Linked DNA regions of Danio rerio: region 2 is linked to region 1. Evidence: chromatin contacts called from public HiChIP or PLAC-seq data. All regions are on one chromosome and are shown on one strand. Each heading gives the region's core, a stretch centred on a gene start, on an enhancer-like site or on the middle of the called end of the contact. The rest is flanking DNA. Distances are from core to core; before and after follow the strand shown. Region 1 holds the start of hcls1 (hematopoietic cell-specific Lyn substrate 1). Region 2 holds the start of ndufb2 (NADH:ubiquinone oxidoreductase subunit B2).

Region 1 (5,366 bases), core at 1,364-3,863:
GCAATTTATGTATTTTATGTTTCTTTTTTGAATCCTCAGACTCGTAGTGGTGGACCTGGGCTGCTGCGGATGTTGAGGGTTGCCTTCTGTTCTCGCCAGCGCACCCCTCTGCTGGTGTCCCTGTATCTTCTGACTGTCCATGTGCTGCTGCTGCTGTGCTTTGGAGGATATCTGTGAGAGAGACTCATCATGCTTTACTGAGACAGAGAGAGACGGTTACATACAAACTCACTTGTTAAAACAAATGAACACATCATATAACAGGGTTAATTAATTTAACATATTTCCTTGCTTATTTACCAAAGTTACATTTGATCTGTTTTTTTTTTTTCTTTTTTTTATCAGAGAGCTCTGACAAAAAATAATTTCCACCCAGTTTTATTGGGGCTTATCCAGACTGGTAACACTAGAGCACTACCTGCACTTCCTCCAAAACATTATTTACCCTTTAATAATCACATCTTTAATGAAGGAATCGTTAAGTCATTTGCAAAATGTAGTTGAAGTTGACACGGACACAGTGTCAGCATCTTTTTTCTGTCTGATATGGTTTTTAAACTGCATACAAGTAGACAAACAGGCTACATTCCACTTTTCTGTAATGATTTTTTTGGTGTCTGTGCATAATGTCATCGCACTCAGATGTGAAGTAAAGCTGAAAAAGATACTGTACTTGTTTGCATGGCAAGACGTAAGAAGATTGTCCTAGTGTGCTGACTGTTTCTCTTCAATGGCAGATTCGTTTGCCAGCTTGGTGCAATACTGTCATTTATTTTTGTTCGTTTTAATTGTTGTTGTTTATTCAGTTTTTTTTTTTTTTTTGAAGTTTCTTTCTTTTAAACACACTACAGTTTCATCTGGACATTACTTGCAATCACCCTCATTCAAGGCTCAAATGACATAATTCATACTTGGATAATTTCCTTAACAATTCTCTAGATGTTTTGTTTCTGTTTAATATACACTTCAAATCATTCACGTTCTGCTCATTTTTTGAACCAGAGCCAACTTTCCTCTTCTCACTTCACCCCTGTCCCTCTGATCTGTTTGGGCTGTACAGGGCTGGATTAGCTTGTGATACAAATGTTGTCTCTATTTACAGTGAGATTTGAAGCTCAGCCCGGTGAGTGTTTAATCTGTAAAATCTGTGTAAATGATTATTTCTCTCCCTCCTGCTACCCTGTTGTAGGGGCTATTTTTTGGAAATAAAGTCTATTTATGGGAAGACATGCACATCTGGTTGACATAGTGTGTTCTTAGATATGATGGTGCTGCTATTGTACAATTGATTGTACAGTAAACCTGTTTTCTTTTAAGTTGATCATGTGTTTGAAATAAATGCCTAATAGCATTTTGAGATCTTATAATGGTGCCGAATGCTTTCTTCCTAGTTTTATGAGGTAGGTACTGATTTTCTTCTCAACCACTAAAAAGTATATTATGTATAGTATGGATGTGTGTAGTACAAATATAATCCATACTACTTTAATTTTGTTGTTGTAATGTGACATATCAGCTTCAGTATTAGATAAACTTTGCCACACTTGCCAGTAGCGGAACCTGTGCTGGAAACTTTTCCAAATTATTTTGGTCCATATTGCATATCTGGTGGCTGTGGAGAACATATGAGTACACTGAACTAACTCATTGGGTTTACTGTGGACATGAAGGATTCAACATGGTCAAACACAATACTTGGGTGGGCTGTGGTGTTTAAACAATGCTTATGTTGTACTAAGGGGTTTGTTGTATATTCGTGAATATACACCAATAACGGCAACCAGAACTGGTGACACATGGCAGGATGGATCAGCTTATGCGAAATTTTAAATTTGTTGCATTAGACTTTTCAGACCACACTTTTTTCACCCAGTTTTCTGCTGTCTTTTTAATTATCCTTTGTGTGCAGTAGCCTCAGTTTGCAGGTTTTTTTTTTGGGTTTTTTTTTTTTAGCTTACTAGAATGGCTCTTTTGCTGCTGAGGTTCATCTGTTCCCATGTTTGTCCCGTTGCAGACCTCAGTTGTTATAAGTTATTTGAGTTTTTGTGGAGTGTCTATCAGCAGAACCTGTCAGGACGATCTCTTCTGCCTTCTGGCATCAACAGAAATGCCACAACTATATATTTTTTTCTATCTCGGACCATTCATTATAAACACTTAAAGTGATTTCGGGAAATCCCATTGATCAGTTCAGAAATTCTCCAGATTAGGCACATCCACTCACTTAAATTTTCTTATCTCCCCACAATGATGCTCTGTTTGACTGTTATCATATCTAATCTAAATGTAGAGTCTTATTAAATATAGAGGCTTATTAAATATTCATTGACGAGCAGTTGAACAGTGCCATCCAATAAAGTGACCAATGCGTATATTTAATAATTGCAATGACTCATTAAATGTAATTACTTCAATTACATGTTCATTTATTATTTTGAGACTTTGGGCGATATATGCAATTAAACTTGTACTGTTTTATTTGTTACCGGATGGAAGCGCACAGGTGGGACTCTGCTGCGCGTAACCGCGTGCGCGACGCCTCAAGTATTCAGCATAGGCTGCGCGCATTCGAGCGCAGGTCAAATCTGAGCTCTGAGCTATTGTTTATCTGACGCTGACATTGACACTTAACGGACACAAAAAGACGGAAATAAAGCAATAACAAAGTGAGTATTCCTAATTGTCGTCTGTTCATATTGTTATTGCCGATGCATGCAGAAAGAAACGAAACTTCTTTGGTCAGGAAGTAACTGATAGGTTAAAGTTGCCATACTTTTTTCTCCGTTAAGGAAAGACAAAGTTATAAGTTTGTATTTACAATACATACAACGTTAATGTATCTGCATTTTAATGTTCTCAAAAGCTGTTAAAATCATGGTGTAATTATTATTACTTTTTAGCAATGAACGTGCAAAAGTTTCCATCTAAGTCTACAATAAATGAGGAACTTGGAGCACAAGTTTTAACTCGCTTTATGTAAAGAGATATTCATCTACGGAAATGTTATTTGCTTTAATTTTTTTCTTGGACGTTAAAATTAAACCATCAAGCTGCGGTGTTTACGTTGTCATAATTTGTATTACTATTTTACTACTAATTTCCTGTTTACAATATTGCAATATCGTCACTTAAACATTGTTTATAGATAATATTTATCATTTAATGGATTTATACATTACTTTAAGTAATGCATAACAATACCCAGTAGTATGGACACAAGGAAATGTAATATGACCTATGAAATCTTGACTTCTCTTGTTTTATAGATGTGGAAATCTGTAGTGGGGCATGATGTTACTGTGGAGACTGAATCACAAGGGGACGACTGGGAAACAGATCCAAATTTTGAGGTAAGAAGAGAGGAGGAATAAAAAAAGTTCTGATGTAAATATGTAGTCTCATTTCCAAGCACAACATTTATTTATTATTATTATTATGTAAATGTGTCCGTTTAGAATGATGTCTCAGAACAAGAACAGAGATGGGGTGCCAAAACCATAGAAGGTTCAGGCCGAAAAGAACACATCAGGTAACTCTTACAAATGCTACATTTTACACAAAAAGTAAAATGCTACAATATATTGATAAATCAGGCTGATTTCATGCCACTACATAGCACTGAACAGAAAGCACTGCTTAAAGTACTGCTACACTATATAGAGGAAATAGGAAGTAGAACTGCAGCCTACTTGAGTTGCATTTCCAAATATGGAGTGACAAGATCAAGCTGACATCATATCAGAAGCGGAATAAGATATTGCACTGTCACACTGCATTTTAAAAACAATTACAATAACTGTATGTGTAATTTGCAGTTATAATTTGAAGTTCAAAATATAAATGAGCACCAGGAATTAATTGCAAAGAAATGAGTGCATTGCAAAACTGCCACCTTGACATTCCATGGTAAGTTGCAGCATGTATTAACGTGTCTGTGTTTGTGTGTGTAGCATTGCAGATCTCAGGCAGAATGTGTCTCGGGAACATGAGGTGGTTAAGAAGAAGGAGTTGGACCAGGGTCCTAAAGCTTCTTACGGCTATGGAGGGAAATTTGGAGTTGAGAAAGACAGAATGGACAAGGTTAGATTAAAAAAAAAACAAGTTCAAATTCTAAAGTGTGCCAAATGATTCTTTGTTACCTTTTTATTTCATTAAATCCAATTATTTCAAGAAGAAATTCATTTGAGGGCCAAAAATCTTGCTGATTCGCTTTACTGACCAACTTGGTTTAAAAGTCACATCTGTGTGAGCAAGGTGAATTACATAACAGTTTTTGTTCGGAAGCCAAGAAGGTACCCATGAGGTATTCTGATGAAATTAAATTAAACTCATGTAGCATCAATAAAACAACATTCACAGTTTTTGCTTGTATTTGAAGGCAATGTACTCTCCTGCACGAGATCTGCAGAATTTGAACTTCCACAATCTAGCTGTTGAAATCTATTATCTATTTCGGCCACATTAACAGCTCACCATCTTACAAAGTTAGTAAAAGGGTTTGTCAGTTAAATGGGGAAATAACCAGCAGGCACAAATCAACAGCAATAACTGATATCTAAAAGAGTTCTCTAATTTTGTTCAATGTTTTTTTCCCAAATATTTTAGTTTTTTTTGTTCTACTGTGCTTCAGAATATATGCAACTCATTAAATATCCTTATTACAACGCTCTCTGAAATACTTGAATCTGATTGGTCAATCAACATCCTAATGTCATTGACAGATAGTAACCAATAACACAGGCTCATGCGGGTACTTCCTATTATCTTGGCTATTAGTTAATACATTCATATAAATATTATAGGCTGCTGTTCTTGTTTGGTCCCATCTTGCGACTTAATGTGCTATATGAATGGCAAGTGTTTTTCAGCTACCAATAAACATCTGGTGAAAGGTTGATTTGACTATTTTCAATTTCATAAGGTTTCTTTTACAGCATTGATAATAGACTTAAGTAAATTTAGTTGTTCAGGTGTAAAATGAGATGAAATGCTGTTTAACCTCCATCTGAAAATACTGTGGTAAAATAAATTTCCATAGCATGGTTCATGACAGTTCACCGGAGCTGGATTACTCAAAATTAAAAGTCCCTTTGCATACACCCCATAATAATGCAAGTAAGTTATTGTAGTAGACTGTACCCAGCCATTTGTTGACAGTTGTCTTCTTTATGCACATTTTACGTATAATTAAAGAGAAATAAATGATTACAGCTCAAATCAATGTTTTGTGTCAAATTGTTTACTTTTGTGGCAAATAGCTATGTGATAAGCAGAACAATGTACATATAGCAGGTTGTTTTTAAAGAATAAATGCCTTCAGTCCTATAAAAAAGCTCTGTGCTGTACATTGGGCTGCTGTTAAGCCT
Region 2 (5,702 bases), core at 1,393-3,892, 170 kb before region 1:
TTCTGTTCCTCTTCTGATGTTTTGGATGCAATGTATATATGAAACATGAGGGAAATGTTTTGTAGATCACACTGTTTTTCCTCCTTTTTCCCCAGATGTTAAGTGATAAAACACTGTTCTACTTGCAAATTCAAGAGCCTGGAGTTTTTTTTTCTTCATTGTTTTATTTTATAATGCAACTTTTATAATCAGACTTGATAATAAGTCCATATGTATAACAGGAACTTTCAGTTTCCTCGACAGAAAAAGGTGTGATTGTGTCTGCAAATGCGAAGAGAAGAAGCATCAGTCATGCTGTGAGGAATTTACACCAGGTAAATGATGTAAATATATATTTATATGTACAATGAGGTGTTGAATCTACTCTTCATCATCAGGTGGGATCCCAAGCTCCTCATCAGTCCAGGCTGAAGCATCCGGCCAGGGGAAGTGACCCTAAAGAAAACATTAGTTGAGTGGCTGGTGATTATGAAATGGCTTTTATTTGATTGGTTTGTGATGATGTTTCTCCTCACCAGAATGGCGTCTGGTGTGTGCCAGGTGTGCCATAGGATCCAGAACCACATGAAACCGCCTAAGAGGTTGGCATTAAATATCTGGTTCTTGGCGATCGGTGGAGGCTGCCTGTAATGTTGCACACCTCCTGAACTAAAACAAAACACACAGAAGGATTGCCAGTAAGTACAAGATGTTTAAGTTATGTGTATGTACATGTGTGTAAATATATGTATTTTTATGTGTATTTGCAAATTGTGCTATAAGGCTACATGTATGTACCATTGATTGAATTTTAGATATTCAAAAAAAAATATTAATCAGATTTAAAAATAAAATTAAAGTTAACTTAAAATATTTATTTTAACAATCCAGAAAATCCCCAAAATAAAAAATATAAATTACAATGCTTTGTAAATGCCTTTTACAAATACAACTATTTGTGCAGGAATGTTACATTTATTATTTAAATACGGTTTATTTTTAATAGGTTATTTAACTCTTACAATACAAGTTCACTATACAAAGTATTGTTTTGACCTTGTATGACCATGTTTTTGACAGCATCAGTTTGCAATGCAAATTTCAAAATTCATCAAAATACCATTTATTATGAAAATGTAAGTCTTTCAGTTTCCCAGTGTTAGGTTGTGGCTGGAAGTGTATCCGCTGCGAAAAACATTTGCTTAATAATTTGGTGGTTCATTCCGCTGTGGCCACCACTAATTAATAAAGTAACTAACCCAAAAAGAAAATGAATGCAAGTCTTTCAGCATTGCAACTTTATGATTTATTTATGAATAAAGAGAGAATTTCTACCTAAATAAACAAAAATAAAGAGTAGATATTTTAGCAAGACATACTAAATCTGCTGGAAATGTTAGACACTTAAACCAGCTTTTACTGAACATTGTGCACACTAGGGCTGCACTATATTGGAAAAATGTAACATTGCAATATTTTGTTATTCTATGATTATATATTGCGAAATGAATCTCTATTTGGAAGGAATTGAACATTTCAGATTGATTGGGGGTGGTCATAAATAAAATATTATGAATCTACAAACAAATAAATTTAGGAAAGAAAAAGAAACAATTAAAATACACTTTATTTTCAATTTTTTGTATAGCAATATTTAGGTACAGTAATTGAATAAAATTAAAGTTAATCCTTATTAAAGGTACAAACTGTACAAATTCTTATGACAAAGTATTTAAAATATACATTATACAGTCACAGGCCTCAAAAACACATGGAAATGTTGCATATCATTTGATATCCTGCGATGTGACTATTGGGAACGATCACATTGGGATATTGAAGCTGAAACGATGTATTGTGCAGCCCTAGTACACACAGATTGGGTTTTAGTTGAAAGGTCTTGTTTTCCATGTTTAAACCCTGAAATATTTGCTTGAAAACAAAAGGAGAGAGCAAATGTTTTGTAAAAATGAGGCATTTTATGATTAAAATGTGTGCCAGTGTGCTCTAAAAACTTTATTCAAACTACATAATGTATTTGTTTATACATGAACCCACTGACAGATTAGTCTTATCCAAATAAATGCTTTTAAATTTCTCAAAAAACAAAACAAAAACAGGACTTAATTTGGTATCTTTTCATAAATTAAATTGACTTAGATTTTAGGATGTTTACTTTGCTTCATTGTAAAATACTAACTTAACGTTAACAAAATACATGAGTTGAAGACCTTTTAAGGCCCTAACTTGAGAGGATTAACGTTAATTAATTAATCACGATACTTCGAAAACCTGCCATGCTTAATTTGTTTCCAGTTATCACTAAAAACTAAACCTTAAATTTTAACCTTGCATTAAAGGTTGACGTCGTTAACGACTGTCTTGAGCGGTATTTAAGCCCAAAACAGGCTGAAGCAGCACAGTTAGCTAGTTAGCCTGCCAGTGATAAACACTCACTTTCTGACGGTCATCTGCTGAGGTCCGCGTCTGAACTGCTGCAGGCCCGCCCGGAGGACACCCGCCGTCCTCCAAACCGAAGACATGCTCAAATCTAAGTGTTTTACTCCTAATTTGGGTCGGATTAAGCTGGGTGACTAGAGAGCTAAATGTCACCTTTACAGCGGCTGTTTCTTTGACTTGGCAATACCGAGAGCTGTGATTGGTCGTTTAAAAATTGCCGTTTTATGCTATGCGCTGCATATTCGGCAGAGGGCGCCAAATATCCACTGAGAAAAGGTCGAACAAGTATGGAATATGATATTCATGCATAAATGGATCGATACATTTGTTATTTAATCAAATGACTATAAATTATGATTCAAACTTTTTTAAATCTGTAATTCGAATAAATGTACTACGTTGGATCAGTTATTTATTGGCTCTACTGGTTTATTGAACATTTCATTAAGTAGGCTACTGTTGTATGTTTCTCTTGCATCCTGTTAGAATCAGGCTTCTCTTGGCAAATGTTTTATTATCACAAGACCCTCAATTTATTATTAGTGTTGGAGTTACAAAAAGTTACTTTTAAAAGTAATGCATTACAATATTGAGTTACTCCCCAAAAAAGTAACGTAACATTTTTTTTAAGTAACTTATTACCTGGCTGAGGCTTGATCTCTTTTACATCTTGTTTTTTTTTTAATAGAGGAGCATTACAAAATAACGTTGTGTTGTATAACCTACATACATTTACCTATTAAAAAACGAACTAGATAGTGTTATCTCAGAACTTCCTGGCTCCAGAGCTCTACATGACATATATAGATTATTGAAAGTTTACAGCAATGTGTTTGCTTCTTTTGTACTGTCTTTTGTGAAATCTCTGTCCTTTGAAACTATAATCCCCACTTCCTTTTCTTCAAAGCCTTAAAATTATTGATTGCATTCTGTCATTGACTGCATGATTCAATATGACTACTTTCATTTTAATTCAGCAATTCGTTTTTAAAGCGAATTAAACTAAACAGTAACTCAAACATTATTACTTATTTTTAAAGTTATGCGTTACTGTACTTGTTACTTAGAAAAGTAATATTATTGCGTAACTCGGATTACTTGCAATGCATTACTCCCAACACTGTTTACTATTGATATAGTTTTGATTTTATGCAAGTGAAGAAACTCTGAACACACAAGTTGCAATTACATATAAAATGTTTTATTGGCTCAAAAAGCAACCAGATACATACATATTTTCCAAAATTTTCAGAAATATTTAATTTCAGACTATACATCCTCCATACATCAACTTTTGGGACCCTAGTGCCAATGCAACAGTCACATTACCTATTCACCAAACTATTTGTCATTATAGTTTTTCAACAACTATTTTAAGTAAGGTTGGCCCATTGTAACCTTTGATTTAGCTCACCATCCCATTTGAGAAAAAAAAAATGAGAATGATGGAAAGAATTGGGGCGAATGCCTTTAACAAAGATGGTAATTTATAATTTGATGCGTCACCTATCCTTATTTTGTTTCTGTTGTATTGCTGAGCTATGAAAAAAAGCATGTTTCATTTTGTAAATGAATCTGATTTTTAAAAATGTACATGATGTCACTCAAAGGGTAGATGACTAAGCAGAAGGCAAACACAAGTGTAACAACATTGTTATAAATGAGATTGTTTTTGTTTTTTCTGTAATGCTGTAAAGTTCATTGTTAAATGTAAAATTGCTTATTAGTTACTATAAAGCAATGTTTTCTAGTTATTTTAAATATTATTAAAAATATTAGGTATTACCCACGGCAACTACTGTATATTCACCTCTGGTCCACTAGCCCCAATCAAGTTTTGTTTTTGACCCTTTATAAGAAAAAGTTTAGGCACTAGACTGTAGATGTTGTAATGGACAAAAGCAGTAGCAGGCTAAAATAATGTTAGTAGTAGCCTACAAAGTTTGCCGTAAACTCAATAGACAGACAAAGTTGTGGTTAACCTTCTTGGGAATCCAATAAACAACAACAGCTCAAATAGCAGTGCGTGCTCCAGAAAATGCTCCAATACGCCATTTACTAATCATGATCCCCGGAGCAGCGCAGAGGCGCGGGATCGACAACATGGCGGCTCTGGAAAAACACAATCGATGAAAAACACGAGAGGCGTTTCCAAACACACAGCTTAACGAATGCAAGAAACATATCGCCTCTGCAGATATAATAGCATCGCATAACCTCGACATGCAGCCTCAGTCGGGATGTTTTCAGCACACGAATGGTTTTCTCAGCAGAACCTAAACAGGAAATGCGCGCCTCCGCTCGAGCCTTTTGTTGCGGCTCTTATTGTGACGTAACAGACCATAATCTGACTTCAGTCTCGATCAGTGCTTAAACTGCCCAAAAACGCACAGGACGGCGGGTTTTAAATGCGCTACGAGTCCAATTTAATGTGTGTAACGTTAGTGTAATGTGTTAATCTATCGTCGTAGTCAGCAAATTAATCCCAATTCTCAAATACAGCAATAAATGAAAGTGTGTAGCTTTTTTATTTATCATTTTTACACGAAAACTGATTTTGCTAATCAACATTTTTATTGTAGTTGAAATAATTGTGAGATCACAATACCGCAACTAACACATTTTGAAAGTATAATTGAAATGAAACAATAGCACCATTTCCTTGTTTTTTCCACTGTTGAACACAAAAGATGATATTTTAGATAGCTCAAAAACTAAACATCGTCTTCTATATCTTATTATGTGTACAGACAAAAGAAAAGGTTTGAAACTAGAAAATGAGTAAATGAAGATATTTTTAAATTTTGAGTAATGTTAACTATATCCCTTCACTAGAATGTTCTGTTGGTTAGCCTATTTCTCTGAGCAACATTCACATTCTTAATACAATATATAAATAAATAATCTCCCTGTAACATTCTGGAAGGTTTTCGGTAACCAAATCAAAACCTATATAATGTCTCATCTGGAAACAAAGTAACCTTTTTGTAATTGCTGTGGGGAATGATACACACATACATATATATATATATATATATATATATATATATATATATATATATATATATATATATATATATATATATATATATATATATATATATATATACACACACACACACACACACACGTTTTTCTTTTAATTTGTTAAAATAAATTCGTAACAGGTTTTATTTTTTGGAAAGATTTTAAAACTATGTATGAAAATAGCAATATATTATATTTAAATTTTTAAGGAAATATATTTTAAAATGTCTTTTGTA

What was found. HiChIP or PLAC-seq counts read pairs in DNA pulled down with a chosen protein or histone mark.
Region 2: an H3K4me3 HiChIP or PLAC-seq map of gastrula embryo shows a contact between it and region 1, with 2.1 times the contacts expected there. The contact joins the promoter of ndufb2 here to the promoter of hcls1 in region 1. A contact is called at or near these places in 2 of 4 datasets of contacts at active chromatin or transcription factors (embryo and gastrula embryo).

The regions. Positions count from the first base shown.
Region 1 is chr4:22,908,522-22,913,887 of GRCz12tu, reverse strand. hcls1 (hematopoietic cell-specific Lyn substrate 1) reads left to right here and starts at 2,613. Exons shown (of 17, transcript NM_001045006.1): 1 at 2,613-2,666; 2 at 3,267-3,350; 3 at 3,456-3,529; 4 at 3,951-4,080. The coding sequence starts at 3,267. It overlaps golgb1 (golgin B1), which reads left to right. Exons shown (of 20, transcript XM_068220776.1): 20 at 40-1,233. The coding sequence ends at 177.
Region 2 is chr4:23,076,881-23,082,582 of GRCz12tu, reverse strand. It overlaps ndufb2 (NADH:ubiquinone oxidoreductase subunit B2), which reads right to left and starts at 2,642. Exons shown (of 4, transcript NM_200791.2): 1 at 2,437-2,642; 2 at 516-648; 3 at 346-435; 4 at 1-261. The coding sequence starts at 2,522. The coding sequence ends at 361. kmt2e (lysine (K)-specific methyltransferase 2E) reads left to right here and starts at 519. Exons shown (of 22, transcript XM_073947193.1): 1 at 519-677. It also overlaps a transcript of kdm7aa not described here.